Regions from separate parts of the Xenopus tropicalis genome. Here all the other regions are linked to region 2. A link is a contact called in public Hi-C data. All regions are on one chromosome and are shown on one strand. Each heading gives the region's core, a stretch centred on a gene start, on an enhancer-like site or on the middle of the called end of the contact. The rest is flanking DNA. Distances are from core to core; before and after follow the strand shown. Region 1 holds the start of hoxc4 (homeobox protein Hox-C4). Region 2 holds the start of hoxc13 (homeobox protein Hox-C13). Region 3 holds the start of hoxc6 (homeobox protein Hox-C6).

Evidence for each region. A called contact is a pair of places that touch in the nucleus more often than the background predicts.
Region 1: a Hi-C map of gastrula embryo shows a contact between it and region 2, with 2.8 times the contacts expected there. The contact joins the promoter of hoxc4 here to the promoter of hoxc13 in region 2. A contact is called at or near these places in 2 of 5 Hi-C or Micro-C datasets (gastrula embryo and neurula embryo).
Region 3: a contact with region 2 is called in a Hi-C map of gastrula embryo, with 2.8 times the contacts expected there. The contact joins the promoter of hoxc6 here to the promoter of hoxc13 in region 2. A contact is called at or near these places in 3 of 5 Hi-C or Micro-C datasets (brain, gastrula embryo and neurula embryo).

The regions. Positions count from the first base shown.
Region 1 is chr2:146,017,477-146,020,255 of UCB_Xtro_10.0, forward strand. It overlaps hoxc4 (homeobox protein Hox-C4), which reads right to left and starts at 1,504. Exons shown (of 2, transcript XM_002936638.5): 1 at 635-1,504; 2 at 1-186. The coding sequence starts at 1,184.
Region 2 is chr2:146,199,848-146,202,561 of UCB_Xtro_10.0, forward strand. hoxc13 (homeobox protein Hox-C13) reads right to left here and starts at 1,294. Exons shown (of 2, transcript XM_002936645.5): 1 at 554-1,294. The coding sequence starts at 1,217.
Region 3 is chr2:146,064,656-146,067,628 of UCB_Xtro_10.0, forward strand. hoxc6 (homeobox protein Hox-C6) reads right to left here and starts at 1,558. Exons shown (of 2, transcript XM_004911935.4): 1 at 1,144-1,558; 2 at 1-370. The coding sequence starts at 1,543. The coding sequence ends at 66.

The DNA of each region.
Region 1 (2,779 bases), core at 254-2,753, 180 kb before region 2:
TCCTCCTGTTCTGAAACCAGATCTTGATCTGCCTCTCGGACAGACACAGGGAATGGGCAATCTCAATGCGCCTTCGCCTGGTCAGATATCTGTTATAGTGAAATTCCTTCTCCAGTTCCAAGACCTGCTGCCTGGTATAGGCTGTTCTGGACCTCTTGGGCTCACCCCCAGTGTAATTAGGATTCACTGAGAAAGAAAGGAGAAGATCAGACGGGGATGAAGGGAAAATAAAGAGAGGGAATGGGCATAGGCACATAGGATAAGCACAGGCACAGGGAGGAAGGGATCACACAAGAGGGAAGAGACCACATAAAAAGCCTTTGAAATCCACTAACGATCCAGGTTTCTGTACTCTATTAAGAAGGGGGTTCCCTAAGCTCCAAAGAGGCTGAATTATTTATGTTCCCCTTCCAAAGCTTCTCCCTGACTCTCTCACACACACACACACCACATAGAGATCTGAATGAGCCACATGGCTGAAGCAACCCAGACAGGCTTGGCTATAAAATTTATGGTGGGTGTAATTACCCATTCGGAGTCGTAAATCCAGTTCAATTGTGCTAACCCAAAGACTTAAGCTTTAAAGAGGGAGAGAGAGAGAGAGAGGGGTTAGAGGGAAGCCAAAGTTTCCTACCAGAACTGACGTGTATTTTCTTCATCCAGGGGTAGACTATGGGCTGTTTAGAGGCAGTGTTGGTGGGGTGCTCAGAGGTGGGTGCCTGGGTGCAGGCTGTGGGTGCAGGAGAGGGAGAGCTGGAGCTGCTGTTGGAGGCAAGGGATGGGGTTGGATGCTCACACAGCTGAGATTTGCCTACAAGGTTGTGGTTGCTCTGGGGCTGCCCATGGAGCCTGGGGTGGGTTGCTGGGTTGCCCGGCGCCTGGATACTGGCACAGCTGAACTGGCGCTCTGGGTAAGCAGTTCTTGGCGGGTACAGGTCCTGGTGGTGCTGAAAGGCAGGGTCCCTGGAGCGGCTGTAGTACTCCGGACTGTGCTCTGGGATATAGTTATTTTGCGAATATTCCTCGCATGGAGGAAATTTCGGATCGATGTAGTTAGAGTCCATCAAATACGAACTCATGATCATTAATTTCTGGAGTGGAAAATAATTTTTCTCGCTTTGTCGTTTTTCTGCTCCATAAAGCCCTCCTACTAGCTGGCGACCCCGTAAAGTTACTTTCACCATGTGACTCCTCCAGCCAATCACAACGTGCGCTCAGGTCCCCGGATAAGGAACCAGAGGCTCATTCCAAATGATTTTCTCCTTCCCTTGTTTGTTGTTCTGTTGCCCTGGTGGAGTCCATAGGCTGACATTGGGCTCTGTGCACTTGTGCATGCCCATAGGGTTGGGACATTGAGCATTGGGTTGGCATGAGCAGGTAGGACTGGCTTTGCCCATTACATGGATCCCAGAGGTGGGTGGAGAGTGCCCCCCCATACACACACACATACACACACATACACACACACACATACACACACACACACACACACACACAGGCTTACACACACACACACACACACACAGGCTTACACACACACACACACATACACACACACACAGGCTTACACACACACACAGGCTTACACACACATACACACACAGGCTTACACACACACACACACAGGCTTACACACACATACACACACAGGCTTACACACACACAGGCTTACACACACACATACACACACACACACAGGCTTTTACACACACACACACACACACAGGCTTACACACACAGGCTTACACACACACATACACACACACAGGCTTACACACACACATACACACACACACACATACACACACACAGGCTTACATACACACACACACAGGCTTACATACACACACACACACAATAATGCAATGTTACCAGATGAAGAACCAACCTCTGCCCACACCTGAAATCGCTGCTGCTGCTCCTGTGTCCATACCTGCAGTCTGTGCAGCTGGGCAATGTCTGTGGCACTCATAGGATGGGCATCATCCATGCTCGCAGGGTACTGCAATGAAAAGAGGAAAGAAATGAAACACTGAGCAATGAAATAAGGTGCAGTTTTCGTTTTGGGTCACTAGCTGGGCTGTTAGTGCTTAATACAGGGACCCCAGAAGCCACCCATAGTTATGATGATGTGTTTATTTGGCTTAGCACCTAGGGGAAGAATGGACCCACGATGCCAGGAGAATCTCATTGCAATGATTCTTCCAGAAGCCCCGCTTGGCTCCCATTGGGCTATAATGTGCCATGATTAAAGTTTCAAGTGTGCTTGCCTGTATCTCAGCCCTAGCCTTACAGCTCCAAGCCTGGGAAGCAGATGAAGATGTCAGCACCCAGTGCAATCACTAAGTGCTTAGGATTGAGGACCTAGGAACCCAATGCAATTTTCATTAAAAAACAAACCAGTCCTATAGTTTCTCCTTAAGTAGACAAAAATGGCTGGAGAGGGACCCTTGTTATTTCCCCACCAAGCAACCCCCCCCCCCCCTCCCCCGTCCAACTTCCAGCAGATAATATAGAGCTCAAAAACCCAGGGAATTTATGTAAACATTTCCCAGCAAAGAGCTATTGCAATTAGGTATTTTATCAAGAGCTTAGATTAGACATTAAAAATGGGAGAGGAGAAATCTGATTGCTCCCTTGTTCTGCTTGATAACAATTATAGCACGGAATCATAGCTTGCAGGGGCAATGCAATATTTTATTTGATAACAATAAAAGTGACACATAAAGTTAGCTGTTTATGTTTTATTTATTAGCCTAAATGTGCCAGCGGTGTTGCA
Region 2 (2,714 bases), core at 44-2,543:
AGGGGTGAAATATGGCGCTAAACACAAAATAAAGCCGCTTTAATCTGTTCTGGTAGTAATACTTCGGCTGCTCCCCATCTCTTCAGGGGCAGATTCTAATGTGACCCACGGATGCTTTATTGCATTGGATTTATAACATAAGGGATTTATAACATAAGGGATTTATAACATAAGGGATTTATAACATAAGGGATTTATAACACAGGCTGGCAGCAGGCTGCGGGTCCGACCAACTTGCTCTCACTGCCCAGGCAGAGTCGCAGCAGCAGCAGTAAGTGAGCAGAGGGACCGAGCCAAGCCTGGGGGAGCTCACTAGTACAACACTATGCTATGTGCTATTGCTGCCACACAAAGGGTCCTTTAATCGCTAAAGTATGCCGCACTGCTCAAGGGAAGACATGCCTTCCCGCTACAGTTGCAGTTCTACTACATGCCATACAGCGACACTACAAATCTACTTTGACGCGAGAGGCCGATGGAGGCAATAGTGCAGTAGGACTAACGTACATACATATAATGAAGGGTTTAGAGGGAGAATGTGCAGCAGTATTACCTGGGAAAGGTGCTTTCCATAAGTGGCCGGATTGGGATTGGTCCTTTGAGCAGTAGACTTGTCCGTCCCAGCCGTTGGGAAGAGCCCAGTGCTGGTAGCCTTCCATAGACAGCAGGGTGTCATGCCTGGGCTCCGGGTGGCTGCTGATGCCTGGCACTACTGACATGTCCAAGTAACCAGGGACCGCCTGGTAGGAGCTGGCAAAACTAGGGTAAAAAGCAAATTCCTTGGCCCTGGAGGAGAATTCTTCGCTGGGCAAGGGGTTGCTGGGCTCGGGGTATTTCTCGGCCGGATGGTAGGAGCAGGGTTTCTGGTGTAAGTTGACGTTGTGGGACTGAGAGAGCCTGCAGCCGTAATAGCTGCTTCCAAATGGGTAGGCATAGCCCAGGGAGGCGTTGGAAGAAGACGGGGGAGCCGTGCATTGCCTGGCGGCTTCTGGAGAGGTAATGTCCGTGTAGACAGGTCCTTGGTGAGACCCAATGGCACTAGAATGGCGCCCCAGAGCGGGGTGAGAGATAAAATCCCTACAGTGGCTGCTTGCACAGTTCCCACTCAGTCCTTCCATGGCTGGGCTTTTCCTGGGATTCTTTTCATTCGGGCTTGTTTCATACACGTACATCAAGGTATCCGCCCAATGTGGATGTAGGATCAGGGAAGTCGTCATAGCATGGTCTGGCCGTGCTTTTAAAAAGTCAGCTTCCCAAAAGAGTCACCTAATTTCCTTCAACATTATTGTGTCAAGTGCGCGCATGCGCCAGGAATGGGGCGGAGGGAAGGTAGGGTGGGGGCGGGGCCAGGGCTTCATTAAGAAATCTGCCAGGAACACGTGATCCCAGCCAAATAGACAACAATGCGCTGGGTCTGGGACACGTGATCTCCCAGGCTGGGTCCCTGCTGGCTGCAATGCCTGGCGCTGAGGGAAGCCAATGGGCCCTAGCCAACGGCCACCGAAAGCCTTACAGGCAAAGGGTGGCACCCAAAGGTGGCCTAGAAGGAAAATAAAAGGCATCGGACTACAGTTTTTAGCATACTCAGAAATCTAGCGGCAGATTAGAAACCACACCAATGCGTCTTTTAAATTTCTTATTTGTATGGGAATTTAAAATCGGGTGATTTACTGCCTATTTCCCAGTACATGCTGTAGTAATCATGTATGTGTTGTCATATTTCATCTGAGATTTGCGGTGAAATCAGCATGGCATGCCTAAAACAGTAAGCAAATATACATTCCGTTTTAGATCTATGATTAATTGTAATTGCAGAGAAAAGAAAAACTACGAGTTATAGATGGCTGCTTTATGAATGTATCCATTGTTTATATGCTTTCCTTTAATCCACGTTTGGTTAGTATATTTTTAAATATTCAGTATTTATGAATAAATCTTGTAGGCATATAGCTCATTAGTTAATGTCCGAGAAAACTACAGTACTTCGTGCATTCACTACTTACTATGAGTTTTTATTTTTGTGCACAGAACATCTATATATCTATCTATTTATCTATCTATCATCTATCTACCTATCATCTATCTATCTATCTATCTATCTATCTATCTATTTATCTATCTATCATCTATCTATTTATCTATCATCTATCTATCTATCTATCTATCTATCTATTTATCTATCTATCATCTATCTATTTATCTATCATCTATCTATCTATCTATCTATCATCTATCTATCTATCTATCTATCTATCTATCATCTATCTATCATCATCTATCTCTATGTAATCTGTGTCTGTCTATAAATATGCCTTTCTCTGGCCAGTTGCAGAATATCTGCAAGTACCCTAACAAAGATGTACTATATAGCAGTTTTATTGTATGCAAACAAATGACTGCCTATGTAGTTATGTATGGGAGATTATAGGAAATTGAGGACAGCTGACCAAAAGTGTACACTGCCAACCCTATATGTATGTGGTTTTGCTTGCGTGTGTATTTGAGGGACAAAGCATGGGGCAAACAGTACAAAGAGCCACTGACCTTTATTTGTGCATAAAGATAAATTAACTTGACTTTTCAAATACTGTGCAGAACGTTCGATATAATAAGTTTCGCAAAAATACAAATCCTATCATAGCATACAAACAAACAATATATGTGCTATGTTGGTATATAAAGTGTGCAGCGGCCTGGCTTCCTCCAGTTTCCTC
Region 3 (2,973 bases), core at 308-2,807, 130 kb before region 2:
TTGAGGGAGGAGGGGAGCAGACTTGCGAAGGGGGAAGAGGAAGCCTTAGTGGGGTGTCTCTCTATTCACTCTTTGCCTTGTCCCTCTGAGTCCTCTCGCTTCTCCTCCTTATCCCCGGCTAAACTGTCAGCCGCTGCCCCAGTGCCCCCAGACAGGGTAGATGTGAGGTTGCTCTCCTTTTTCCATTTCATCCTCCTGTTCTGGAACCAGATTTTGATCTGCCGCTCTGTTAGACAAAGTGCATTGGCGATCTCGATCCTCCTGCGCCGGGTCAGGTAGCGATTAAAGTGAAATTCCTTCTCCAGCTCCAGGGTTTGGTACCGGGAATAGATCTGCCGCCCTCTCCTCCTGTCCGCCCCGTAGCCCACGCCTAGGGAGTCAGACACAAGACAAACTGGACAGAATTAGTGAGAAAACGAGCGATTGCCCAACTGATAACCCCCCAGCCAGCCTATAGCCTGGCCCCTAACTTTCATACAGCTCCATCTGCTATGGCCGCTCCAGCAATGCTCCTGCCCAGCTGCCCCTGCCCAGCTACCCCTGCCCAGCTGCCCCTGCCCCTGCCCAGCTACCCCTGCCCAACTGCCCCTGCCCAGCTAGCCTTCACCTTACAGGGCTCCCAGACAAATACACTGTATTACTGTCTGTTTGTACAAATAGGCAAAGAGCTGCCATTCCTTCCCAGCGCTCTGCTTTCTCCCTGCCCAGAAACGACTTTAAATACATTTATATATCGTCTAATGAATGCACATTGCCTTGAATGAAAAGCTCTTGTTCCACCGTGCCCCCCAATTCCCTACAAACCCGTGCAACCATGAACAAATACAACTAATTCTAGTAAAAATAAATAAATAAAAAAAAGTATTTCTTTATTTAACTCTTTCTGTAAAAATGAAAGCTCGTTGAACTTTATTACCTATATTTTCCTCTCGCAACGTCTTTTAATTAGAAAGCACATAACAAGCCATATTTGCTTGCAACAACTTAACAAATAAAAGGCCTATAAGAGCAACTGGGAAAGGAACTACTTTATGGCTTTTATGAGGCCATAAAAAAGGAGCTGAGCTTGTTCTGCTGGGGGAGACGATCGTAAAGATGGTTGAGTTTATTTAATTTATCTGTGCGTGTAGCAGTGCAACTTACCACTGTGGGAGTTCATGCGCTGCATCCATGGGTAGATCTGAATGCTGCCTTTCTGCTCCTGCCCATTGCCTCTGCTTTGCTCACTGCTAAAATCCTGTGCAAGGGAGCTCTGCGTGTTGTGTCCCATTGAGTTCTGCCTGCAGCTAGTAAGCATGTCCTTGTCCTGGTAAAATGCGTTGGATCCATACTCATAGGGGCCCCGGCTGGAGCCAAACACAACATTATCTTGCGGGGTATAGAATGGAGACGAGTAGATCCTATTCTGAGCCACCGCTGCTCCATAAGTGGAAAAATGCCTAACAGGGTCATAGGCTGTGGAATTAAGGGCCACATTGGGGAGAACTTCTTGGCCACTGGCTAAATGGCAGGATAAGGAAGGGTTAGTGAAATAGGAATTCATATCTTCTCCTTTACCTGCCTGGAAGATTTCTTTAATATTTATTTCTGTCTCCAGTTTGTAGTCTGAACTAGATTGTTATAGGGACGGCTCCAATCCAGGACAGACAAAATGACAAAGTCAGCTGACCCACTTGGAGCCAATAGGAGGCGAGATGTCAAGAAAGGGAAAAATTGGTTTTGCTTGTGTTGATTCCCCAGCTGAAAGTCTATGATACACTCAAAGTGAGACTTGCAATTAGAAAGAGGGAATTAGTTCGGTGGGGGGAAATTCCTCTGCGTTGGGGGTCAAACCTCAAGAGAACGACGGAGTTTAAATAAAATATGCCATTTTTTTTGTGCTAAGTAGAATGTAAAGTTCCGATAGAATCGAATGTACAGGCAGAATCGTGTGCAATTTAGCAGTGATTTCACCCACTAATGCACACAGCCCTGGGCACACTCCTGCCATATACACAGCCGAGTGCATTACACCTTATTAACCATATCAGCCCTTATCAGCAGGGAGCAGATATTACACAGTATAATGGGGGCTGTGAGCAAAACGACCCCAACATTATGTCTCCAACCTGATCACGCAAATTAAATTCCCTTATTCAGATCTCTGCTTCTGTAAATCTGAATCTCTAAACACGAACCTGCAATTAGCTCATTTCTCATTTGCATCCAGTAATCGTGTTGCCACTGTAATCAGTGCTAATAAATAGCAATGTAACAGTCAGGGCTTGATATTGTTTTTATATGGAGGTGTATGCAGTTAAATGAATGATTAACAGAAGTAGCAGCATCTTTTGTTTTGGGGAGTTGATCATTTTATCAGTAATAATACGACTCAAGATTGACATGTCCATTTCATTTTATTTATCTATTTATTATTATTGTATTGTTATTTTACTAATATTGATGTCAAAGTTACAGGAATCACAGGGTCATTTAATGTATAAAAGTCAGATCCCCTTGGGCTCCTTGTAGCTTTCGCCCGCCCAAAGCCCCCACATATAATAATAGCCCAGGTACATGCAACCAGCTTATTTCATCTGGCAATTTATTTTGTGGGACTGAGACCAGATATACAACTCAGACAGCCCAGCTTATATTTACTGTTGTTGGCAAAAAGGGGTTTTGTCTCCTCTCAGATACAATGAATTCCTAAAAGTCACTATTTGTAAGAGTTACAAAAAGCAATATTTTTTTAGGGCTGGCAAAGAAACCCGGATGCTGAAGGATTTTACGATCTTTTTCCTGTGAGCATCAAAGCCAAATAGAGGTTATAAAGCCATAAAAATGGGAACAGACGAAAAGGGGTCGTTTATTGCCCTGGTATCACACTAGCAAATCCCATGAGTGTAAACAACAAAAAGAAAGGGGGAAAAAAGAAAGAAAAAAAAGTTTTAACTAAAATAAAGAAGAGACCATTTGAGATTAAACAGCCTG